Linked DNA regions of Ovis aries: region 1 is linked to region 2. The links are chromatin contacts, called in public Hi-C maps. All regions are on one chromosome and are shown on one strand. The core of a region is the stretch at or near the end of the contact, and the rest is flanking DNA. Distances in the headings are between cores, read along the strand shown.

Region 1 (6,653 bases), core at 49-2,548, 140 kb before region 2:
TAAGCCGGCTCTTTCTCTCTCCTCCTTTACCGTCATCCAGAGTCTCCTCAGTACCTCATCACTTTCTGCCATTAGAGTGGTATCATCTGTATATCTGAGTTGTTGATATTTCTCCCACCTATCTTGATTCCAGCTCATAACTCATCCAGCCTGGCATTTCCCATGATGTGCTCAGTATATAAATTAAACAGAATGACAGCAGACAGCCCTGCTGTGCTGATTTCTCCATCTTGAGTCAATCAGTTGTTCCATACAGGGTTCTAACTGTCACTTCTTGACCCACATAAAGGTTTCTCAGGAGACACTTAAGACGTCTGGTGTTCCGGTCTCTTTAAGAGCTTTCCACAGTTTGTTATGATCCACACAGTCAAAGGCTTTAGCATAGTCAATGAAACAGAAGTAGATGTTTTTCTGGAATTCCTTTGCTTTCTCTATGATCCAGTGAATGCTGGCAATTTGATCTCTGGTTCCTCTGCCTTTCCAGGGTTTTTAAACGTATTATGATTGAAAGATGAATCATATTTAATTGGTGGCATGGAGGGGGTAGCATGAGAAAGGTATAAGCAAATTGCTGGGTTTACTCAGTAAAGCTGTGGGTATGGAAGGGACCTCCTGGAAGCTCACTTGCCCTAAAGGCTAAATTTGTCACAGACGTCTTTCCGGGGCTGCCTCTCCCTGAGGGCAGCCAGTGCTTTTTGGTTTTATCATTAGAGTCGGCAATTATTCTGTTAATTAAGTGACTTTAATGAAATAAGCACAAAACGAACATATAATTTCAAATTGTGGAAAAAAAAAAAAAAAGCCTTGGGATAATATAATAAGGGGAACTGTCTGCTTAGGAGGTCAGAGAAGGTTTACCTGAGAAGAGATCTGAGATTTGAGAGGAGAGAGAATTTTAAGCAGAGGGAACAGTGCGGCAGAAAGGAGCGCGAGGCTGCTCAGCTGCAGAACCCAAGGGCAAAGGCTGAAGCCGGAGAGCAAGATGCTGAGCCCCACTGCGGCTTGCCTTAAGGATTTAAGCGGTAATGCGGAAGCCACTGATGGCTTTTAGGCTGGAGGGTGGTGATGACACGATCAGATTTTCATTCTGAAAATGTCACTGTGAGGCAAACCGATCGGGGAGACACAGTGAATGCAGTTAAGAAATTAAACAGGACCTGCAAGTCTCAGTCCAGGCTGCCGGAGGCGGGGGAGGAGGTTCCGGCGCTCGGACCTGCGAGCGGCTTCGCAGAAAACCGAACCGGCCCACGTGGGCCAGGCCGCCCCGCCCCGCCGCGCTGACGCCGCCCGACTCCGCAGTCCAGGCCTGGGCTGGGCGCAGCGCCCGGGAACCCGCACCCCACGCCCCGACCCGCGGGGACGCCCAGGCCGAGGGACCACCTCCCCAGCCCCGAGGGAGCAGTTCCTGCCGCGGGGACCGAGCCACCGGAGCCAGCCGGGCGGGGCGGCGCCTCCAGGCCGTGAGTCGGGGCCGGAGCGGGAGGGTTTAGACCCCAGCCGCAAGGGGCGGGGGTCGTTGCCTCTGCCCAGCTGCTTTTTGCTGGTCGGGGGGGTTGGGGGGAGGATTAGGGAAGGATGGTCTGGATCCTCTGTCTCCTGGGGATGGTATCCCTTTCCCGCAAGTCTAGGCAGGAACGGAAGCCGCCTTCGCTCATCCCTACCACCACCCCCCAGCCCCCCCACCTCCCACCTTCACCATCCCCGCCCCACCGCACCCACCCCCGACAAATTGCGGATTAGCTTGGCGAGAAGCCTGATGCCAGGGTCTCTCGGCTCCCATTTTACCTTCCCTGAGAACCCCTTGATCTTTAGCACCGCCCCCACCTCCTTCCAGCTTGCTTCACGGCCCCGCCCAAGTTTAGAAAAAAAGAAAACATTTGGGCGGGACCATCTCCTGGCACCTCGCTTAGCGGGATGGAGTCTGTAGGTTTCCAAGGGACTGTCCCTACACCGTTGCCCCCAGGACTTCTTGCCAGTACTGTGCTGGATGTGGGGAGGGGCCCTGCCACATTCACTGACACTCCCCCTTACTCTTACTGATTCCGTTTTTCTAATCCTAGTAATTTACAGTCAGGAGAAACTTCTTGTCAATTTAAATTCAGATCTGGGGAGAAGTCGGTTATTGGGAAGGAAAGAATAATGTGGTGTGTCCTCTCTCCATGGCCTCAGGATGGAGCAAGATAGAGGCAGGGACCCGGGATAGTAATAAACATGGAAGGAAGGGGTGAAGCCAGAAGAGAGGCTTGTCAGTGGGAGAAGGGCTTCCTCACTGGGCAGTGGAGGGAACCCAACCCAGCTCTCCCAGCCCTGAGCTGTCAGCAGCCCGGATCCAACTGCCCTATTCACTCACTCAGCAAGGAGGTACTGCCACCTGCTCAGTGCCAGGTTCTGTGCTGGGTCCTGAACATGGTAGAGGTTATAGAGAGGAATTCCATGTCCAGTAGTGGGGCCAGGAGGCTGCTATGACAAGATAGAGGAAAGTTTATAGACATTTACTGACCATCAACTATGTGCCAGGGACAAGAAACGAACAGGCATAAGACTGCATGTATCCAAGCAGTGAGGACCCAGAGGAAGGCACAGTTGGCTGTGTGTTTGTGTATACAGGATACAGGAGCAGCGGGGAGAACGTCAGGATGGTTTCAGGAAGGTGGGGATTTTAGAGCCGAATCTTAGCATACAAAGACTTCCCTGTGGCTCTGCTCTGTAAAGAATCTGCCTGCAGTGCGGGAGACCTGGGTTCCATCCCTGGGCTGGGAAGATCCCCTGAAGAAGGGAAAGGCTGCCCACTCCAGTATTCTGGCCTGGAGAATTCTGTGGACTGTATAGTCCATAGGGCCGGCTTTCACTTCACTTAGTGTATGAAAAAGAATCTGCCGGTGGAAAAGGGAAGAGCTGGGAGGGAAGGGGAGAGGAAGTATATGTTGGGCCAAGGGGATTGTGGAAGGAGAATAATGGTGTGTTCTGAGATCTCTGAGCAGTTTGGGATGGTGGGAGGGGCTGAGAGTGGTAAGAGACAGGTCTGAAGCAGTGAGCAGGAGCCAGAAGAAACACAGCCTCTTAGGCCAGGAAGAGGTTTAGCAGGAGGTTAGGGCAGGAGCCATGACAAATTTACATTTTAAATTAGAGGCAGAGAGGTCAGTGAAAAGTCATAGCAGTCAGTAATCCAGTTTAGAGGTGGCCCACACCAAGAGAAAGGGGAGATGTTTGCACACGAGCGTGCACGTGTGAATGCCTGCAGTTTCCGGTTGCTGTGACAGGAGAGTGGGCCTGCTTGGCTAAGGACACTGAACAGGGAGCAGGGCAGGCCGTGCAGACTCTGAGGAGCCTGTGGTTGGTTGCAGAATTCAGCAGCAGTTGGATCTGACTCCCTGTCAGATCCGAGAGCCACCAACACATGGAAGTTCTCGAACCTCCAGCAGAAGATGAGGTCATCTGGGGAGAAGTGCCTACAAGGAGAGGACAGCTTGCCTCAGGGCCGAGGGAGAACCCTGTGAGGAGACTGAGAATCGGCAGAGAGGGAAGAGGACAGCCACCAAGGGAGGTGTTAGCAGAGTCAAGGCAAAGGGGTGTCTGTTGCTAGGTTCTCTCGACTTCAGGCGCCCTACCCTCGCCTGCTCTGACTCATTCTTCTGCTTCCCCCTTACAGACCAGATGTTCGCCATCCAGCCAGGGGTAGCTGAGGGGGGTCAGTTCCTGGGGGGCCCGCCTCCTGGAGTATGTCCACCCGAACTTCAACCAGACAGCAACTCCAACTTCATGAGTGCCAAGGACGCCAATGAGAATTGGCACGGGCTGCCAGGCCAAGTGGAGCCCGTACTATTGAGGAGCTCCTCCGAGTTGCCCTCTGACAACCAGGATTTCCAGGCTCCTGGACTCCCTGAGGGGGAGATCCGCAGCCCACCGGAGGGGGCAGAGATTCCTGGAGCTGGGTCTGAGAAGACGGGTGGTGCCAGCACAGTCTGCTCCCCGCTGGAGGACAATGGCTATGCCAGCAGCTCCCTGAGCGTTGACAGCCCTAGCCGCAGCCCTGAGTCTGCCTGTGGGACGCCTCCTGGCCCTCCAGGCCACCTTCTGCCCTCGGTGGCCCAGGCCGTGCAGCAGCTGCAGGCTCAGGAGCGCTACAAAGAGCAGGAGAAGGAGAAGCACCACGCGCACTTGGTGATGTACCGCCGCCTGGCCCTGCTCCAGTGGATCCGGGGCCTGCAGCACCAGTTGGTCGACCAGCAGGCCCGTCTGCAGGAGAGCTTTGACACCATTCTAGATAACCGGAAGGAGCTTATCCGCTGTCTCCAACAGAGGGCAGTACCATCCAGGCGCCAGGACCAAGACTAAGGGTGTCTCTGTACAGGGGTGCAAGGGTTTCTGTATATATTTGCAGACATGTGTGTGGTTATGCACAAACAAGTACAGATCATTTGCTGATACAAGTGCAGGGAAGCATAAATGAGTGTGTCAGTGCTAACATGTAGGCAGGTGTGCACAGGCCACGTGTGAATCTGCACCTGTGCATCAGTATGTGTGCGGTGTGGACACAGAAGCCTATGTGTGCCTATGTACATATGTGTATGTATAGTATGTATGGTGTTGTTGTTTAGTTGCTAAGTCGTGTCCTGCTTTTTTGTGACCCTGTGGACTGTAGCATACCAGGTTCCTGTGTCCATGGGATTTCCCAGGTAAGAATACTGGAGTGGGTTGCCATCTCCTTCTCCAAGGGATCTTCCTAACCCAGGGATTGAGCCTATGTCTCCTGTATTGGCAGGTGGATTCTTTACCATATGAGCTAGCAGGGAAGCCCATAGTATATATGTAGGAGGAAGTAAATTTGTATATGTATGCATGGGTGGGTACCCCATGGTGTGTATCTATGTGCATGAGTGAAGATAGATATGCAAAAGATGTGTGTTTACATATGAGTGAGTTTGAGTGTGCAGATTTCTGGTGGGTATTTGTGATTGAGCCCTCGTGTGTACAGCCTATGTGTAGGGGTACATGTGTGCATGGGATATGCATATTAGGAGCATGTATGTTCAATTGTATATGTAAGGCATCCATCCGTACCTTATGTTACCCGTGGTCTACACTAGCCTTTTGTCTCCACAGGGTCCCACTGCTCCCTGGAGAAAAGGCTAGCCTGCTCTCATTTATCTGAAGGTTGTGGTTGATCCATTCTCTTGGAATTTCTCAGGCTAACTCTCTTGATCCCTCACTTTCACTCCTCCTAGACCTCGCTCTGCTAAGGCTATTGTCCCTGATGGTGGATTTGCTGCTCTGGCCTACCATGGCTTTTTGGCTGCAATTTTGCCAGGGTAATTGGTGGAGAACTGATATCAGGGAAGAGAGCTAGCATGGTGATTGACACCATGGCAGGCATGGGGGCGAGATCAGAGGAGAAGATAGGGGACTGTCCTGCTTGAATTCTGCCATTGGGCGCATGGGAGATGGAGATGGAGGAGATGCCAATGGCAGAACCCTGAGAAGACTGGGAGAATAGGAATTCTAAAACACCAGTTCCAAACGAATCACACCCCTCCACTGCAGAGCAACTGTTACAAACTTTATTGACTTAAACTTCTGATGAAAAGGAATCTGTGTTGATATAATGTCATATGTCAATTACACCTCAATAAAAAATAGAAAAGGAAGGTGTGCTTTCTAAGCTTGCAAGGAATGGACAGGTGTTCTAAGGCTGTTGGGGAAAACCTTACTTCCTTCTCTTTGTTTCTGCTTGCTGTGCCTTTCTTGCTTTCACAACACTGGATGTCAAATTAATTTGGTCTATGTCCCTGAAATCAGACTGTCTGGGCCAGGAGGAACCACAGTTCAGCCTTCCACAGTAGGCAGTGGGCAGTGTCAGTCCAGCTCCTGGAAGCTCTTAGGATGTTGGGCCATACCCTGTTATGTCACTGCATGGGGCTGATGGGCTCCAGCGGAGGCTCTGTGAGGTGGAGAGAAGGTGAGTTCTAGGGAGAACCAAGGACTAAGGTAGCTGAGCTCCCTGCTTTGCTTTTGTGAGCCAAGAGGATACAAGATCCTGATGGGTGAGCAGAGACCTGGAGATCACTGACATTGCCTCTGGCCCTGTCTCCCTATCTGCAAAATGTGAGTGAGCAGGTGAAAGGTATAGGGAGAGAGGCTGAAGCAATGGCCCTGGGGACTCTTGTGTGGTGAGTATGAACCTGGCCTCTGGACCAAAACCAGGACAAATAAACTGAGGCAAAGAAGTGCATTTCTTGGGTTTGTGTTTCTGCTCTACCTGTTATCAGGTGGCCTCTTTTCCACACTGTCTTGAGCTCCCCTTTTGAGCAGGGTTCTGAGCTTGGAGCTGGGGTGGGTAGATGGAAGGAAGACACTGGGAGGAATTCAGTCTGCTGTGACTGGCAGTCTCATGGGGGGTTATAGGGAGGTGGGCATGCGGGATCTCTCCTCAGGGGCCTCTCAGTCCAACAGGGGAGACTCTGGCTTCTGCCCAAGGGATTGTCCTTGTCCTGAGGCACCTTTAGGCCTAAAAGGGAGGGGTGTCAATTGTGAGGGACACATGCTCACCCCACATTCATATAAGCATGCTCACATATTCAAATCTGCCCTAGAGACACCACTTCCCTGAAGGAGGTGGAAGCCTGACTGTAAAAGATTAAGTTAGGGTCCTTAGA
Region 2 (6,899 bases), core at 2,445-4,944:
TGGCTACCCGCTGCACAAGGCCCCCCTCCCCCTCCACGGCCCCCTCACCCCCGCCCTCACCTGCTGCAGGTAGTGGATGACAGCCCCGATGGCCTCCTTCATGATGCTCACAAGCTGCACTTTCTGAGGCTCCTTGAGCAGCGACTGCTCACAGCGGGTGCATTCCTGGATCCCCAGCTCCATGAGGGCATAGCAGGCGGTCACCACATCCTCTTTCACCTCTGTGCCCGTCTCCTCCAGTGCCAGCCGCACCTCCACGCATGCCAGGTTCACCAGCAGGGCCAGGAACTTGCTCCCGGAGCTGCCTGCTGGGATCCAGTCGGAGCCGCAGGCGTGTGCCAGGCGGGCGGCCAGCTTCAGTGCGGGGTTGCGCTGCCAGGAGCTCAGCTTGCTGCCCAGGATGCGTGCCAGCCCGGCCTGCAGATCCCGGAGGCACTCAGAGGGCACGGTTGTTGGGGGCAGAAAGAGGGGCAGCAGCTGGCAGAGCTCAAACTTGCTGGCATCCTCAGCTTTCTGGAAATCTTCGCTGAGGCCCCGCAAAACAGCCAGCAGGTCGGGCTCCGCCTCCTTCCAGCACTGTGTCTCAGCAGCAGCCAGCAGCCCCACCAGGAGTGCCAGGGCCTGGTCAAAGCCGTAGCCGTGCCCTAGGTACGCCTGACACAGGGCAGACACGGTGCCTCCAGCAATGAGGTGTCGCGGCCCACGGGGGGTGCCTGCCACGGCTGTCAGGCACTGGTAGGTGTCATCGACCATGGAACGGCGGGCAGCATCGTCAGGGTCCCCCCGGGCTGTGAGGAAGGTGCTAAGGATGGGGATCTTGTTCAGGACCTGGGGATGGGCGGCTAGTTCAGGGTCACTGCAGAAGCAGGCCAGCAGGGCCACGCCCAGGGCCCGGAGAACGTGGTCGGGGCAGCCATCCGGCGCCTCCTTGGTGGTCAGGAGTCGATTGGGGAAGGTGAAACCGACGGCATCAAAGATCCGCCGCCGAGTTTTGGCATCGATGTCACCTGCTTTCACTGCCTTGGTCACCTGAGGGAGGTATGTGCAATCAGCAGGATGGAAGGAAGGGCTGGCAAAGACTCTGCCCTGCACTCTGGGGGTGGACCATCAGCAGAACTAGGTTATGTAACAGGACTCACTCTGGGGTCAGGAAGCCTCCCAGAGATCACCTTATCCAGCTCCTTCCTTCTCCCCTGAGGCAGACAAGTGTGGCCTCTGGGATCCCTCCTCTAGGATCCTTGCAGAAGGAAGGTCCAGTCCTCCTCAACTGTTCTTTCTGCCATGTCGTTACCCTGTTAGCTGGAAAGTTCTTGATGTCTGAGCTAGAGGCCCAACATCTGAGTTGCAAGAGGTTGGAACTCAGTGTTTAAAATTCTCCAAGGACTTGGGGTCCCTCTCTAATCACTCCCTCGAGAAGTCTCTCATCCATTCCCGCCACCTTCTCAGGGGAAATGGCTCCTGTGTCTCGCCGCTCTGCCTGTCAAAACATTTCCCCTTACATTTCACCTAAACACCTCCTCTGCTGCAGTGTGAGCCCTTGACTCTGGAGCCGTCTCCCTGTTGCCATGGCAAACAAGCAGGCTGTACTCCCTCCTCCCTTCACCCCCCACACACCAGCCCCCCCTTCCCAGCACTGCAGCTCCTGTCCTGCTGTCCCCAGCTTGGGTTCTTCCAAGAGGGCTGAGCCCCAAACCAGCTCCTTCATCCCCAACCTACATACCCATTCTGGCCATCCCCAGGGACCCTTTCCCAGTCACTTCCAGTCCTGCGACTCTCTCCACCTCCAGAACATGCATCCCCAGCCATCAAGTATTCTGCACTGGTTACTACCTGCTGCTGTTACCCTATGAGTCAGCTCCCATCTGCTCTGGGACGCCCCAAAGGGCAGACCCAGGCAGCCTCCTCCAAGGCTCCTAACAGCCGCAAGCTTTCTTCACGCTTACTTCCCCCTTTGCTCCCACATGCAGCGGGAGCAAAAACGAGTCCACAGGTACGTGCCTTGGACCTTCTTTGGTGCCTCTAGGTTTACCAGCGGCACCTACATATCCTTGGGGACTTGTTGACCCCATTCCTAGAGGGCCCAACCACCCAGCCCTTCCCACCTCCCAGCTGTCAGTCAGTTCCTTACTAGCAGCAGGGCTGCAAACTGCTCGCTGTCATTCTTGGCCTCACGGAGGGCTCCCAGGTAGCGCTCCAGGGTGGGGTTTCGGCTCTCTGCCTGGTTCAGAGCTGGCTCGCAATCCGAGGCCATGATGCCCGCCTTGCCCAACTGTGAACACAAGAGGGACTGAGCATCCCTCTGCAGAGGAGGGGTGGGGGTGGGAGTGGAGGAGGGAGGGAGGGATTAGCACAGAGGGAGGGGAGGATCAGGAGGGATGGACTCCTCAGGACTGACCTCCCCTGGGGGAGCCCCTTTAAGGGGCTGGACCCTCAAGTCCTTAGGGATGAAGAAGGGACCCTGGTCCAAGGTCACCTCTGGAAAGTGGGAGAGAAGGACCATGCATCCTGCTGCTCAGTTGGACAGCTCTCCTCAACAGTCTCCTGGGGGCGGGAAAGGGCTGGCCCCACTGCTCCGCTGCCCCCTGCACCAAAGGCCAGGTTTTGTTTCCCTCCACCAGGCATACAAGGAAGGAGTGGTGAGGACGGACAGGGAGGAATGGAAACGTACATGGTGAAGTTCGATTATCCGGACTCAGGCTGACATGAGGGAAAAGGGCATGCTAGGTTTCCTTTCCCCTCCCTTCTTCAGAAGACACAGGACACAGGCTTCAGTAGAAGTGAGGGCGCAGGGCGCTGACCCAGGGAAGGCTCAGAGGCCCCTCTGGGGACGCCACCCCTCCAGCCAGGGCTCTCAGTCGCCCCCGCAGGCTCTGTGCCTCCTCTCCTTTCCCTCCCTCGGGCAGAAGCTGCAGCAGCAGCAGCAGCAGCAGCAGCAGCAGCAGCAGCAGCAGCAGCAGAATTAACCCCTTGCGCTCCCTCTCCTCACCCTCCCCATCCGGCTACCAGCCTGTGGATGCCTGCAGGGGCTGGAGAAGCAAGAAGGGGTCCCGGGTAGCTCCCAGGACAACGGATAATCCAAAAGCCGGATAATCGAAGCGGGGCCGCTGAGATGGGGAGATGAGAAGGGGAGGAGGGTTTCCGGCGGTCACCACCTGTCCCGCCGCAGCCAGGTCACAACACGACATTGATGAAGTCACGACAGGGCGGCGATGAGATCACACTTCACGATGGCGCGGTGATGTCACGGAGAGATCACGGCAATACCACGACATGGGACAGCCCCCAAAGATGACAGGGCAAATTTTTTTTAAAAAAAGATATAGCTATATGTTGAGAAGGGCTGCGACAAAATGGAGTCTCGACAGGGCACGGTGATGTCGCGATAGGGTCCCCGGGGTGTGTCGGCATCGATCCGCGCCGGCTCGGAGCGGCCCCGGCTGGGATGGAGGGGAGGGCCTGAAGGGGGCTGAGCTCACCAGGCTGCGGCCCCGAGCGGCGAAGTCTTCTCCGAGCGCGATGCTCCGGGAGCCTGGGGCCGCTGCTCACGCCGCGTTGCCCACTCCAGGCGCCGGGGTGCTGCAGCTCCACCCCTACCCCCGCAGCGCTCTCGACCAATCCGCGGCGGCCTCACTCCAGGCTCCAGCCAATAGCACGGCTGGGCGCTAAGCCGTAGGGGGTGCTGCCGCTGCCGCCATCTTGCTTGTGGGTATTGCCCGAGTCTGGGGCCTGGGGCTCGCGCCCGGCGGGCGAAGGTGCACACCGCCTCTGGAGAGCAGGAGGCGACAGCCTGGGGATCCAGGTTCCTTCGCTCGTGCGTAGTTCTACCCTCCAGCACTGCCCCTCCTCCCACGCGGGCTCGCGGCTAGAATTGAGCTTCCGGGGGGGTGGGGGCCGGGAGGGCTTGTTTAGCATGGAGAGTGTGTTTCCGGGTTGAGACCGGGAGGTGGGAGGGGGCGGCGTTTCCGGCCATCGTCGCGGTCCAGGGCAGCTGAGGCGAGAGCGAGCTGTCCGGGTGGGGAGCCCGCGTTCGCTTCTTCCTTTTCCTCCTCCTCCGGGTGAGGGGAGCGGAGGTTGGGGCCCCGACCCCATGGACCGGGAGGAGGCGGAGGCCGCCGAGAGCCGGGGTCCCGCTGTGTGGCCCTGAGCCCCGGTAGGTGGCCGGGGGCGGCTGGCTGCCGGGCCGAGGACCACGAGCCCATGGGAGGGGCGAGCGGGACGGGCTATTTCTGGGGGTGCGCTGGCCGGGTGTTGGGACCCGGAGGTGGCGCTCCTGGCCCGGCTAGGACAGCCAGCTGCTTCTGGCTTTGCAGGTGCCGAGCTGGAGTCCCAGGCTGAGCCCTTTTTTGGGGGGGCCCGGGCCTGGTCCTGCTATTCCCTCCATCCCCTGACAGACAGACAGACCGACCGGCCCCGAGACGCTACTGGTCTCTTTCCTTCCTCGCCCCTAGTTACTGTCTCTGGTGTGTGTTCTCCCCACCAAGACAGCACGTTGATGCTGAATAAGGGGGGCGGGGCTGAGCGCTACTTGTACATTACGTTGCGAAACCTGCCTTATTCAGGACACGGATAATTATGCCCCCCAGAGGGGTCCTATGGTGGTTGCAGTGAGCACAAATGAAGTGAAATGAAGGAAGTCGAGAGAAAAGCTTTGCTTCCGTTCACCTCACAGTGCTTGTGCCCAATTGACGACAGATGCAGTGGCGCCCTACTCCAGTACTCTCGCCTGGAAAATCCCATGGACGGAGGAGCCTGGAAGGCTGCAGTCCATGGGGTCGCTGAGGTCGGACACGACTGAGCGACTTCACTTTCACTTTTCACTTTCATGCATTGGAGAAGGAAATGGCAACCCACTCCAGTGTTCTTGCCTGGGGAATTCCAGGGACGGGGGAGCCTTTTGGGCCGCCGTCTATGGGGTCGCACAGAGTCGGACACGACTGAAGTGACTTAGCAGCAGCAGTTAGTGAAGAGTATTAACTGACTCTCCTTGTGCTTTCTGATCTGATTAACAGACTGGAAGCTAGGGAACAAGTTGGAAGGACGACCTCCCAGAACAATCTGTTCATTTTTCCAGCTATTTGGGAAACAATGTCTGCAAATATAAGCAAAGCTATTCATGGCAGTCTGTTCTGTAACTTTCCTGAATATCTGAGACTTTTTTTTTTAAAGAGCTTTATTCTTGATTACTCATACTAGCTGAATAGGCTGTTTCAGACGTGCTCTGTCGTTGTCCAAACATCTTATCGCTGGGTACATAAATGGAGTTCCACGTATGTAGCTGACAGACTGAACTATGATACATCCCCCATCAACCTGAAGTATTAAGTAAACATTACCCCCTGCTCTGTCTGAACAGCTGCTGCAACAGAGAGTGCTTTTATTTCGGGTGTACTTGTAACGCCCTAAATGCCAGAACTCTTGCTTGCTTTTCTAGATTTTCATTTGTCAAGTATTGTGGGGGTGTGTGTTCTCTCCCTGGGCTGTTTCCCTTTGATTCTGTAACAAGCCATTTGGATCTTGGTGTTGTGTTGTTGTTCCTGCCTCTGGTCAGCAAGGCTTTGACTGGACCCTAGCAGTGATTTGTGCCCTTAAGCAATTGTAGGTTTCAGAGGAAAGACTGATTGGGAGTTCACAAGAAAATAACCGCCCCTGTTTCCTGCACGGTTTGTGAGACCTTGCCCTTCCCTAATCAGCTTGCCAATCCAGTGGTGTTTATTACTCCCGTTTTTAAAACCTATTCATTTCTTTTATGCTTCTATCGCCCACCTGCCACGATATTGATGACAGGTGTTGAGTCACCTTGAATTTAAAATCCTTTTGTGGTAGGCAGTAACGTGTTGGGTGAGATTCATACATACACACTCACGTGCACATTCAGTCTTTCCATCTTGGGAGGCTAGGTTGCTGGATATACTTTCTAACTTAGGCTCCACTTCATAATCCTTGAGCATGTGTCTGGCCTGCACACCTTTCTGTCCCCTTCCCCCTAACATACAATGACAAACCACTGGAAATAGGAATGGACGGAAGTGAATGAGAAAGAGGATGTCCTTCAGGTGCTTAAGGCTCAGTGAACACTTTTTCTTGGGTGGGCTGTACCTTAGTTTTGCAGTTCTGTGTGTGTGTTTGTCTATTTCCTGATATGGATATCCAACCTAGACAGTGCTGGGCTAGGATTGGGGGTTGTCAGTCTGTGCCATTTTCTAGATGTGGATAACAGGTGCATATTTAGCACAGAAGATTTTTGAATTGCTTCTTCAGAACTCAGTCAACCCTCATAATGCTGCCGACATTTATATAATAATTGATACAATATAGGAAAGTTGTGTAAGAAGAAACTGATGGAAAGTCATTTTTTTTTTCTTCTGAAAGGGACCTGTCATTCAACCCGTAGATTCTGGATGTCTAGTACAAAATAGGGGTTGTGTAAATACTTGTTGAGTGGATATATGAATTTAAGTCAGGAATTGCTAATGATTCTGCGGATCCTGGAGGTGACATCAAAGCGTAAACTGGATAGATTTTAAAGATAAGAGTGCTGGGGACAATAGCAAAGTGGAGAATGCACGCCTTAGCTAATGACAGTCACACGGAAGCTTTCTAAACACATAGCTAGAAAAACCTCCGGATCAGTTCACCTGTGATGCGCCGAACTCTCCTCTTCACAGATAAGAAAACAGTATTTGGATGAAGTCACAAAGCTGTTAGCAGAGCTAGAACTGAAACTCAGATCTTTTTTTTCAGTCGGGCGCACTTTCCACTCTTCCACATAGAGGATTAACTGTCAGATTAGAAAATAATGGAATATAAAGTGTTGCAGCTTTACAGTGGATTCATTTCATATCCCTTGCTGTGTTTCTATCCTGATAATTACAGGCTATGTCAGAGCTCAGGTTTGAGGT

Evidence for each region. Hi-C and Micro-C count contacts between places; a contact is called where the count stands out from the background.
Region 1: a Hi-C map of hypothalamus shows a contact between it and region 2, with 2.6 times the contacts expected there. The contact joins the promoter of C1H1orf216 here to the promoter of KIAA0319L in region 2. A contact is called at or near these places in 3 of 16 Hi-C or Micro-C datasets (hypothalamus, muscle and tail adipose tissue).

What each region holds. Positions count from the first base shown.
Region 1 is chr1:10,671,536-10,678,188 of ARS-UI_Ramb_v3.0, reverse strand. C1H1orf216 (chromosome 1 C1orf216 homolog) reads left to right here and starts at 1,298. Exons shown (of 2, transcript XM_015091857.4): 1 at 1,298-1,460; 2 at 3,650-5,645. The coding sequence starts at 3,655. The coding sequence ends at 4,335.
Region 2 is chr1:10,535,629-10,542,527 of ARS-UI_Ramb_v3.0, reverse strand. It overlaps KIAA0319L (KIAA0319 like), which reads left to right and starts at 3,694. Exons shown (of 21, transcript XM_027967686.3): 1 at 3,694-3,811. NCDN (neurochondrin) reads right to left here and starts at 3,563. Exons shown (of 7, transcript XM_060418979.1): 1 at 3,153-3,563; 2 at 2,129-2,299; 3 at 61-1,029. The coding sequence starts at 3,185.